Linked DNA regions of Anser cygnoides: region 1 is linked to region 2. A link is a contact called in public Hi-C data. All regions are on one chromosome and are shown on one strand. Each heading gives the region's core, a stretch centred on a gene start, on an enhancer-like site or on the middle of the called end of the contact. The rest is flanking DNA. Distances are from core to core; before and after follow the strand shown. Region 1 holds the start of DYNC2I1 (dynein 2 intermediate chain 1). Region 2 overlaps ESYT2 (extended synaptotagmin 2).

Region 1 (5,261 bases), core at 2,606-5,105, 64 kb after region 2:
CTAAAGGTGAGTGATACAGCGCCAATCAAATAGGAAAACAAAAGCGAGATCTTGTAATATTTAATTGAAAGCATTTATCTGTAACATCAAGAGAAAGTTCTGATAAAGAGGTTACAGCTGACTTCTTAGAACTTCTGTAGATAACCAACTTGGCCTCACATGGTATTTTGGTGAAGAAACTGGGTGGTATGAAATTAGCATACCATTATTATAATAGAGACAAAAGAGCCTTGTTAAGATACAAACTCTGCTGCTTGAGGGTTAAGTTAAAGTCACTCTCTTAGAGCACTTGATACAATGTTCCTGATAAACAGAAGTTATTTGTTTACTCTTATCTTTTTTGGTGTTGGCAAATTGCTGAATAATTTGCTCCAGAAACTTGGGTTTGTTAAGCTAATTCACTTATTTCCTGATCCTCCTATTTTTTGATACTTACAATAGCTGTCTTCTTGAACATGTCAAGAACACTTGAAGGTACTTATACCACAGAGATCACTCTGGCTTTTCCTTAAGTATCCTATAGTGAATTATGTCAGCTACAGAGCTGATTACATTTATCTCAGATAATATTTATTCTTTTCTTATCCTGCTTTGTAGGCCCGTTGCCTCCTTGGAATTTTAATTAATACTTTTTTATTACAATATTCCTTTATATAAATTCTTAGTCAATTTTGTTTGTTCCCCCTTTTCATAGGATTCTTTTTTTATTTGTTTAAAACTCAATAGGTTCCGTTGGAGTAAAACCTGGGATTACAATAGTTTGCTATGATGCCTTTTATCCAATAAGTACCAGTAATATATTTTAACATGTATAATAATATATTTTATATTTTATATATAGTAATATATTTTAAAATAGTTTACTAAAAAGATCTTATTTATAAATCTTTTTTTTTGGGGGGGGGAGGGGAATGAGAAAAATTGGTTAATTTTAGTTTATATGATGAAAAGGAAAAATCTAGGTTTCCCCCAACTTCAAGAAAATATGTTTTGGAAGCAATTTTAATTGTTGCTTCCAGATTAACAGTTAATCTTCCTGAAAACCAGTATTTGATACTTATTTGATTTGACCTTATTTTAGTCAGCACCTTTGTTTCAATATGTAACTTTTCTCTACAGATTTTTAACTACTGAATAGAAATCTTTAACTATGAATAGAAATATGAGAATGTTTACACAGATAGGAGTTTTTAGCTAAAAAAAAAGGCATTATTAATAGAAAACATATTTTAAGTGTACTTCTGGGTTTGATTTTGTCCTGCTGTCTCAACCTGCTTCAGATCATCTAGCATATAGCATAAATATTTTCTACCTGCTTCAAATTATCTAATATGTAGCAGAAAAAGAGTTAGAAGACTCTACCATCAGTATATAGAGCTTCTGTTGTTTGGAACAAACCCATGTATCTCTGATCTCTGGTATAACCCAATCTGCCTTCATTTTCACTGAATGCATAAATAGTAGTCCCATGATAAGATGCTCAAATATTTACTGTTGCTGAAGACATATATACTTTCCACTATAATATGTTCTTCAGTTTTCACCTTGATCATCATCTGGTTTTTGTTTGTTTGTGGTTGTTGTTGTTGTTTTCCCCCTAACAGTACTCTTACAAGTTATGGTTCAAAACTAGAGGCACATAGGTCACTTCAGAGATCCGCATTTTTGCTGTTTCTGTTTATGGGTCTGGAGGAATGACTACCAAAAGCGTTTTGAACACTTTGTGAGAGGTCACTTATGCACCTACACTGATAATAGTATTTGAGTTTTCTTCTCATCTTCAGCAGAAATTGGTGAATTTTATAATTCACCAGAATTCACCAGAAATTCAGAATTCAGCAGAAAAGGGGGGGGGGGGGGGGGGGGGGGGGGAGGGGGAACTGCAAAACCTAGATCTTGGTAAGTCTCTTCCTTCATACAAAACCTATATTTTTTGTTGTTTTTAATGATAATTTTTAAACATGATGTAGGGTTGCCACATTGTTGCTGTGAGAGTACATATTTTTGGTATTTTTTTTTGTTGTAATTCTGTGGTATGTCACTCTACACACAAATGGAGAAAAAAGCAATATTGCATCATAGGATTAGAAGAATATCCAAAGAGAAATAATAGCACGTTACTATAAAGTGTAAAAAGCTGTTATTGTGTATTCATGTTTTTCAGATAGCAGTGCAGGTGAAAAACAAGTGACAAAATACAAAATCGTGTACTACCTAAAATCTTATTAAAATTCTCAGGGCTACCAAAAGCCTAGCTTACAACACACTTTTATTTCCAAGAGAAGGTAAGGCTTCTCTTTATGCTGTATAGTGATAGAAGAAATGCATGTCTTTTTTTTTTCTTTTTTTTTTCATGTGTCCACATGACTCTAACATCCATTTTTAGAAAAAACAGTAGAACTACTGACATTTTTTTTCTTTTTCTTTTTTTCCTCACTAGATTGGTGATAAACTGTCATTTATTTTGATAGATGGTAGAAAAACAACGACATGCACAAATTTTAGCTCTGTTATTCCACAGGTGTTCCTCCAACTTGTGCTCTCATGCAGCAGTTAAGCTTGTTTGATCACTGGCTTTAAGCTTTGCAAAATTCTGTACAATCCCTCTAGTGGTGCCTTCCCACATCTGTGATTTTTCTCGTCATAAAGCTGCTTGACTAGTGTACTCTACTAGGGGGAATAAAAAGCTACTGGCAGCTGAAATGTTTTGGTTTTTTGTTTGTTTTTGGTAACTAATACATATGCACACTCTAAAGAAGTAGATAGTACATCCAGAATTTGAAAAAAAAAAAAAAAAAGATATTTTGTTCTGTCCAGTCTTTGGTATTGCTGTCGCATTTACTGGTTTTAGTAATATGTGCTTACTGTATTGTTATTAAAAACAAGTTGAATTAGAGTACTTAAAGGTAGTTTTTGTCCTTCAGCTTCTGTATGGAGGACATCACATGTGCAGAATATCCTTTACTAAGCAGATGCATAGTTCCATGTATTTATAACACTTCACCACCTTGGCTAAAAAGCTCTTGGAATTAATCCAGGATGGTTTGTACACGCATTTCTACTTTTTCAGGGAAGATGATATAAAAATGCTTATGGATTATTATTGCTCTACCAAAGACAGCTAAATTATTCATATGTTTATAAATAGTTTAGCATTCATAGATGCTTAGTGCAATATAGCTCTTAAAAGCCATAATGTTTTTTCTTTTTAAATATCATTGTTTTTATCCTAATTGCTTTATTTGCTTTAGTGATACATGATAAAGGAAAATAACTCATATTCCAGACAGAGATACAACTTTTACAGCCTTTTTAATTTATGTTACAAAGCAAGGAAACATGGATAGGAGAAATCTGCATCAAGGATGTACGTATTTGTATATATTTGCCAACTGACTATTTAAGGCCGAGAACTCAGGGTTAAATTTTATCTCTGAAGTCTAATGACAACAACTGTTGAACTTCAGGATTGTTTCTCACATGCCTTTCTCAAACGCCTTTTGCCCCCCCCTCGATAATCAGCTTTCTACAAATGTTAATAACAAATACTTCAGTAAACTCATTCCCCCCTTTCATGTAGTTACAATTTTATTTTTTTCCCCAATAAAAAGAAAAAAAAACACAAAAAACAAACTTCAAGCGCCCAGGGGAGTTCTCAGTCAGCCTGTTAAATCGCGCAGCACGTTAGCAGGGTGCAAATATTCGCCGTGCAAGCAGCGCCCGCCTTCCCCGCAGGCCGTCCCTTGCTCCCTGCTGCAGAAAATAGCTCCGATGCTATTTATGAGATTATTATTATTTTACATTTGCAGCTCTTTACACGTGTTGCTGAGGCGCCGCCGTTTCTCCTCACGCCGACGCCGGAGGCAGGGGAGCGCAGCCGCCCGCCATTTCACACCGCCCTCCCCTTCTCTTCCCTTCACGCCGTGCGGCCGCAGCACCGCCCGCTCCGGGGCGGGCTCCCCGCTTTCTCCCCGCCCGGCCCACCGCCGCCGGTCGCTAGGCGAGCCCAGACGCCCTCCCGCCGCCGTTTCGTGCCCTCCCGGTGGCGGCTCCCCGCCGCCCCCGACCATGGAGGGCGATAAGGTGAGGGGCCGGCCAGCGGCGGGCGGGGCTGCGGGAGAGGCGTGAGGGGACCGCGGTGGGGCCGGCCCGCCTCGCCCCCGTGCCCCTCAGGAGGGCCCGCAGCCGGAGGGGAGGAGGCGGGGCCGGCAGCCGGGCTCCTCCGCTGCTGGTCGAGGCCGCTCCTCGCCAGGCTCGGCCCTAGGCGTGAAGGGGCGCAGCCAGCTGGCGGCCCCAGCGCTTCTGCTGCTGCCCTGGGGCTCAAGTCTCACGATTTTGTCACTGCAACGATGAAACCCTCACCCACGTAGCATGAGGAAGCCCTTATTCCTTATATCCCCTAGAGGAATAAGGATTATTCCGCTAGAGGAGTAACTCTTCTCGTTGGTGTGGCTGCATCAGCTGCAGACCTCCCTGCTGAAGGGACGTGGTCGTTGATGAAAACACCCAAAGCTGTTCCTGATTCAGATCATAAATGAAAAGTCTTGGATAGTTGCTACTTCTGTAACGGCTGAGGCTTATTGCTTTAGGGACCCACATAACTTTTGCGTGGTGCTGTTGTGTTATGAAAAGTTCTTAGAGCTCCAAAATAAAGGGACAAAAAACATACTGCAACGTATCAGTGTGCAGTTATGTTACATCTTCACTTGGAAAAGGAATGGTATCATATCACTTTTTTGGAAAAATGATTTTTTTTGCCAAAATTTGTAAAAAAAAATATATATATATATATATATAAATCGTACTATAAGTTTTAGAAAAAATATTTTAGGAAAAACACTTATTATTACTATTTTTTTCAATCTGGATTTTACAATTAATTAGTGAATATAGAGAACAAAGTACTGTGAAAAAAAGTGTGGCAAGGTTTGTGATACTTCATTACATTAGATACACTCTAAAAGCTTTCATTTTGACACTGTTTCCCTACCTGTAGTGCATCACAAACCTCTTTATTGAAAAGAGATGGATGAGTGAATTGTGATGGAATGCTAAACTTTGATCTAATTTTATTCAGGTGTGCTGGCATGTTTTAAGGCTGTCAAAGATCCAGAGGCATTTGTACAGCTACAGTGTTTGAGAAAGCCTCCTTCTATTGTTTCTGTCAAATCAAGGCTCTCATTCATGCTGTTTGAGCTCTCAGATAGGTAACTGATACTGGAAATGAGAGAGAGAAATATTTACATGTAAATAATAAAGTA
Region 2 (5,053 bases), core at 2,062-4,561:
CAAACTAGGAAAAAAGAAAACAAAACAAACAACAACAACAAACAAAAAAAGTGTTTTAGACAGGAAGCAAAAAGTCTAACTCAGAGCTCAAACCCCACCCTGTGCTTGCTGATTCCAGATTTCCACTGACAGCAAAAGAACAAAACGGTACTATTCTTTTAGCCCCTAAGAGAGAAAAAAGTAGGGAATGAAATGTCTGAGCCAGGATGGAATGCAGGATGATAGTAAATATGCCTGTACTAGAGCCCATTTTGTAGCTATGGGTGCAACTAGCAAAATATGGCTCATACACAAGTTCTCAAAACCATGACCACATCCAAACTACCCACTGGAATTAGCCCCTGGACATATGTTATGACCAAATTCATGCTTTAGAATTGTCTGACAGAGCGCTAGTTTGCACAAGCCAAAAGTGTACCAGGGAATCTGCTAAAAATTAAATAGTGCAGACAAATGCATGCTGGTGTATGAACATTTGTCTTGCCTTTTGTTTTACTAGTACTGGTATACATATTACGATCAAGTTGCCACTCTTCCCCCCCACCACTTCAATGTAAGATTAGGGAAGTGCAAAGAAAAGAAGCCTTAATACTACCTACTTCTTTATTTAAATGAGAAGAGAAGTAGGTACTGTTGCTCCTGTTAAGAGAGAAGGAGCTGGAAAGATAAGGGAGTTCTACTCTGTATGGAAAGCAACAATGGGAAGCTCCAAAACTCTGCAAGAAATAAAGGTGACAAATTACTGGTGAAAGAAGCTGACTAAAACCCTGAAATGTTTATGGGTAAACACTAAGGGTAGGCCTATGGAATCTAAGAGTGAGTAATATTTGCGAAAGCATTATAGCAATATTTTTTCTTTAATCAAACTGCTGAGATCACCTCATAGAGGAAAATAAACTGAGCTAGCCAATTAAAAAAATACTCTAATGAAGAAGATACACAATTATAATTATTTCTTCAGATGAAGTTGATATATCTTTAAGATTTAATGCTAGCTTAAGAATATTAAAGCAGGTATGGTTCAACTCAAAAAAAAATTAAAGCACCCTTTTCTGGGAATCCACAACACTTACCTTATTTTTTTCATGACTATGAAAACATACATATGTGTATATATACACACAAGCACATTTTAATACAAATTTGTTTCCATACATGTAGTATCCAAGGAATTAGGAAACTACTTACTACCAAAATTTGAAAAGATAAGTAAATTATAAATGCAGTAACACAGCAGAAATACAAGCGCAATAAAATACAAAATGAAAAAAAAAAAAGTTACATCAAAATACTTAATCTCCTTTCACTATCTACACACATTTTCTCCATAACGTTTACCTTCCAAGGAAGTCATCTTTGTCTGGATCTTCATCAAAGAGCTCAATCTCTAGCTCCTGTCCTGGATGTTCATATACTAAGGCCTGGAAGTACAGTAAGACAGCATTGTCAATGGTAAAACTAACTGGCTTTGTCAAATGGCACAGTAACAATAAAACAGTGAAACAGCAGTGTCTTTGTGTATTAACACATATCAACAGGCAAAAGCTTTAAAAATATGTGATTTTATGAGTTGAGCAAGCATGATCTTTCAAGGTCCCTTCCAACCCCTTCAATTCTGTGGTTCTGTGATTAGAGCTTTTCAGATTTTTTTTTCTGTTCATGTTGGTATTAAGAGACTAGAGTGCTTTTCAGAATTACTGTTGCTAAGTCTAGACAAAGTATATATACATCAATGGAGAATAGCTGTTTGTTACAGAACTTTGGACTTCTGGAGGGAAACATCAAAAAGTTCCTCAAGAAAATCTCCAGAGTATTTTCTTTAGTAAAAGAAATTTTAGAAGACCACATTACAAAATGCAAAACACATTTTTATTGGTTATACCTCATAAACTTCATTCCATTTTGGATTGAGATTTTCTTTGATGACCTTGCTTTGGAAAATCTGGTTGCCTACACGGATGATTCCATAAGGATCTGACTTTCCTTTGACGATCCCTTTTAGGTAAGTATCTTTACCCTCCAGGTCCTGAGCTTCAATAAAGTGTATCCTTAGAACACCCTGAAAAAAAGAAAGGATGAGTTTATATAGCAATCTCAAAGTCTCCATGCCATCACAGTTCATGCAATATATTCTTTATAATTTCCACTGCAGTTTCCTTAACATGAAACTTGGTTTGGACACCCTGTGGATCAAGAGATATCACAGCACACCTAAGACTCAGAAAGATTCTTAAAGAAAAAAGAAATTATCATCAGTAATCAGAAACATACCAGTTATATCAAGAAATGCCATGCTACTGGAACAGAGTAGCACTAAGTAGTAACAACTTTCAAGTAAAGAATATTTTGCTGTAATAATATAAAACATGTTACATAATTTTACAGTATTACAATACAATTACAAGTTACAATAATTTTTAATCCACACAGTTGTACTATGCTTTATAGGTAGTATGTGGAAGATTATAACAAAACAAAAAAAAGTCCTTCTCAGTGTTATTATCAAACTCCATAAAATTATTTATAAATGGGGTCATTTAAAGTGAACAGATTCATCATAACCTATACTATTGCAATAACTATATTTAGAAATTCATACATATGTACACAACAACATCATTAAATGCCAAATTATTACTATTAACAGAAATATACTTACTTTTGGTATAGGAAATCGCAACTGAGCAATCTGCACTTCACTGACAAGGGGAACAGTAATTCTATTTGGAAGGACCAGGTAGTTGGATATTATATCCAATATTATTGTATCTGATAAGCCACTGTTAGAGAAAACAATACTCAGTTACTTCTTGGGAATTAAACATGCTATGTCACACAGACTGAGGCAGCTCAAGAGTGAAACTTTATAGAAAATCATATCAACACTTGAGATCCGTTTTTTTAACATAAAATATACACTGAAATAAGTTTAAGTATTAATGCAGTTTTTCCAGCCACATCTGGAAACTAAGTAAGAGCATTTATTGCCACTTTTAGAATAAGATAAACATGTCTTGAGGGAAATCAGTGTAGAACAGAAAACAAATCTCTACATCCTTATAGGATAGCAGTCTGTTAACAGCTACCATTTACATCTTTTGCTGCTTAACAACCTAAATGGACAATCATTTGGATGGACAATCAAATGGACACCCCTTTTTGAGGGGTGCAAAAGCCGAATCTGTTCTTTAAAAACTTTTTTTTTTTTTTTAAAAAAAATAAAGGATTCTAGCCAAAATGGCCACCAGGTGGAAGCAGCTGATATGTGAATAACACAAACCAAGGACAGGAATATGAAAGTTCTCCAAAGTTCCCCCTCGCCTTTTCAAAACCACCCAGGGTAAAGGGCTATTGCATAAGTCTTCTTGCCTGCATTGCATATAACCAAGCAGATGTTAACTGTTAACCTACTTTTATATTGCAGTAATGACTTAACTGTCCCTGCAAGTTTGGCTAACTGCTGTTGTATTGTTATGAAGCAAGTTGTACTCTTGAGCTAGAAGGACTGTCATTTAAACAGAAACACAAATAAAGCATGCTCTGTGGAAGAGTAAAATATAGCCTAGGGAAGTAAAACAGGTTTTGTGCTGGTAAAAAGGGAGTGGCGGTACAAACACACGGGTAATGAATCACTAAATAACCCAACCTCCTAACGCAGAAAACATTTCCTAAGCTAAGGGTTCACCCGGTTTGGGTCTGAACTGAGAACAGATCAGTATGCTGTCAGAAAAGCACCCCTGGTTAGCTGCACTGCCTACACTGGCAGAAGACAATACGGTGGAACAAACCAGTGAAGATGAGGATCCAGGGAGAGGTTAACAGTATCTAAAAATGCTTAGAGAGAAAATGATGAAAAATACTTGAGGTATTTTGAACTGCAGGTGTGCTCCTGCTAAAGCTGGTGAAGATGTTCCAGGGATAAATGGTTTCTCCACCTAAGTACACTTCCTTTAAGATTCTCCTTTTACAGTCTTTATGAAATTAAGATGCAGATAATATGTTTGATTACTGCATGCATTTTTTCAGATTAAGCACTTGTAAGTAATCACCTTGTGAAGTTTTTCTATAACTGAATCTGCAGTTGAGAGTAGTTCTGACTGAAGCAGCTAGCATATTTATACAGTATATATTATAAATGTATATTATGTTATAAATAATATATGTTACATTTTCATTTTGGGAGAAAATTTACCAGTTAGCAATAAACAAACCTGTTATGGTAGAGATGCGTAACAGAATTAGCACATTAAATACAATCTGGCCCATTTTATATTTCTTTCATGTCAGAGACTTGCAACCTGTAGAGCCTGCCTCCCCTTGGTGGCCCTTCTTCACCACAAACGTACCCATGAGGACGGGCTAGGACAACTAAGGATTACTGCCTGTCAAGCTGCACTTTTCCTTTAAACCATACACAGCAGCCTGGTTTCTAGTTTATAAGGGTAAACACGTAAGGGAGCTGTCTGCATGACACCACTCTCACTAAAATACTTTCCTGAAACTTCTGCAGCAGTGAAACAGTTCAAACTCCTAAGTTAAAATTTATCTGTGTTAGATGGTTGGTCACCAGCTAAACAAAAGTTGAGATGTGCTCCATAAAATTTCTACAAAAGGATGAAAACTAGATTCCTGAGCAATTTTTGCCCGTAATGAGAGGTTTCAGTGTTCAAATAAAACATAGCAAAGTAAAGGCATAATGGTGTGACAACAACTGGAGCCTGTGATTACAGACTGAACTGTAATGGGTGGAGTATTACCAGTTAACCTCAAATACTTACCATCTTAGCTCTGAGTGCTAAACTGTAACAGGACTAAATGTGCTAGGAATATTACTCCAAAAAAAGTACAAAAAAAGTACAGCCAGAAGGGAAGAAAACTTGCTATTGACCTCAAAATGTAACATTACTGCTGACTGTGGAAAAAAAACAATGCTACTGGTACTGGCAGTTGCATCAAGGTCTTTTAGAAGAGACAGTATCTCAATTGGCCAACTCCTACAGACAGTCCCCCTACATTCAATGAATTGGCTATAACAGTACTACTTCATTTATTT

What was found. Hi-C and Micro-C count contacts between places; a contact is called where the count stands out from the background.
Region 1: a contact with region 2 is called in a Hi-C map of liver, with 2.7 times the contacts expected there. The contact joins the promoter of DYNC2I1 here to the enhancer-like site in region 2. A contact is called at or near these places in 4 of 7 Hi-C or Micro-C datasets (granulosa cells and liver).

What each region holds. Positions count from the first base shown.
Region 1 is chr2:10,796,751-10,802,011 of Taihu_goose_T2T_genome, forward strand. It overlaps DYNC2I1 (dynein 2 intermediate chain 1), which reads left to right and starts at 3,856. Exons shown (of 24, transcript XM_048050547.2): 1 at 3,856-4,083. The coding sequence starts at 4,069.
Region 2 is chr2:10,733,285-10,738,337 of Taihu_goose_T2T_genome, forward strand. ESYT2 (extended synaptotagmin 2) reads right to left here. Exons shown (of 23, transcript XM_066991453.1): 8 at 2,660-2,780; 9 at 1,883-2,059; 10 at 1,339-1,421; 11 at 1-4. Among named protein-coding and RNA genes, the nearest start is that of NCAPG2, 38 kb to the left of the region's middle. Within about 2 kb of position 3,312, at least 2 of the 3 cell types and tissues checked have open chromatin away from gene starts, as enhancers often do.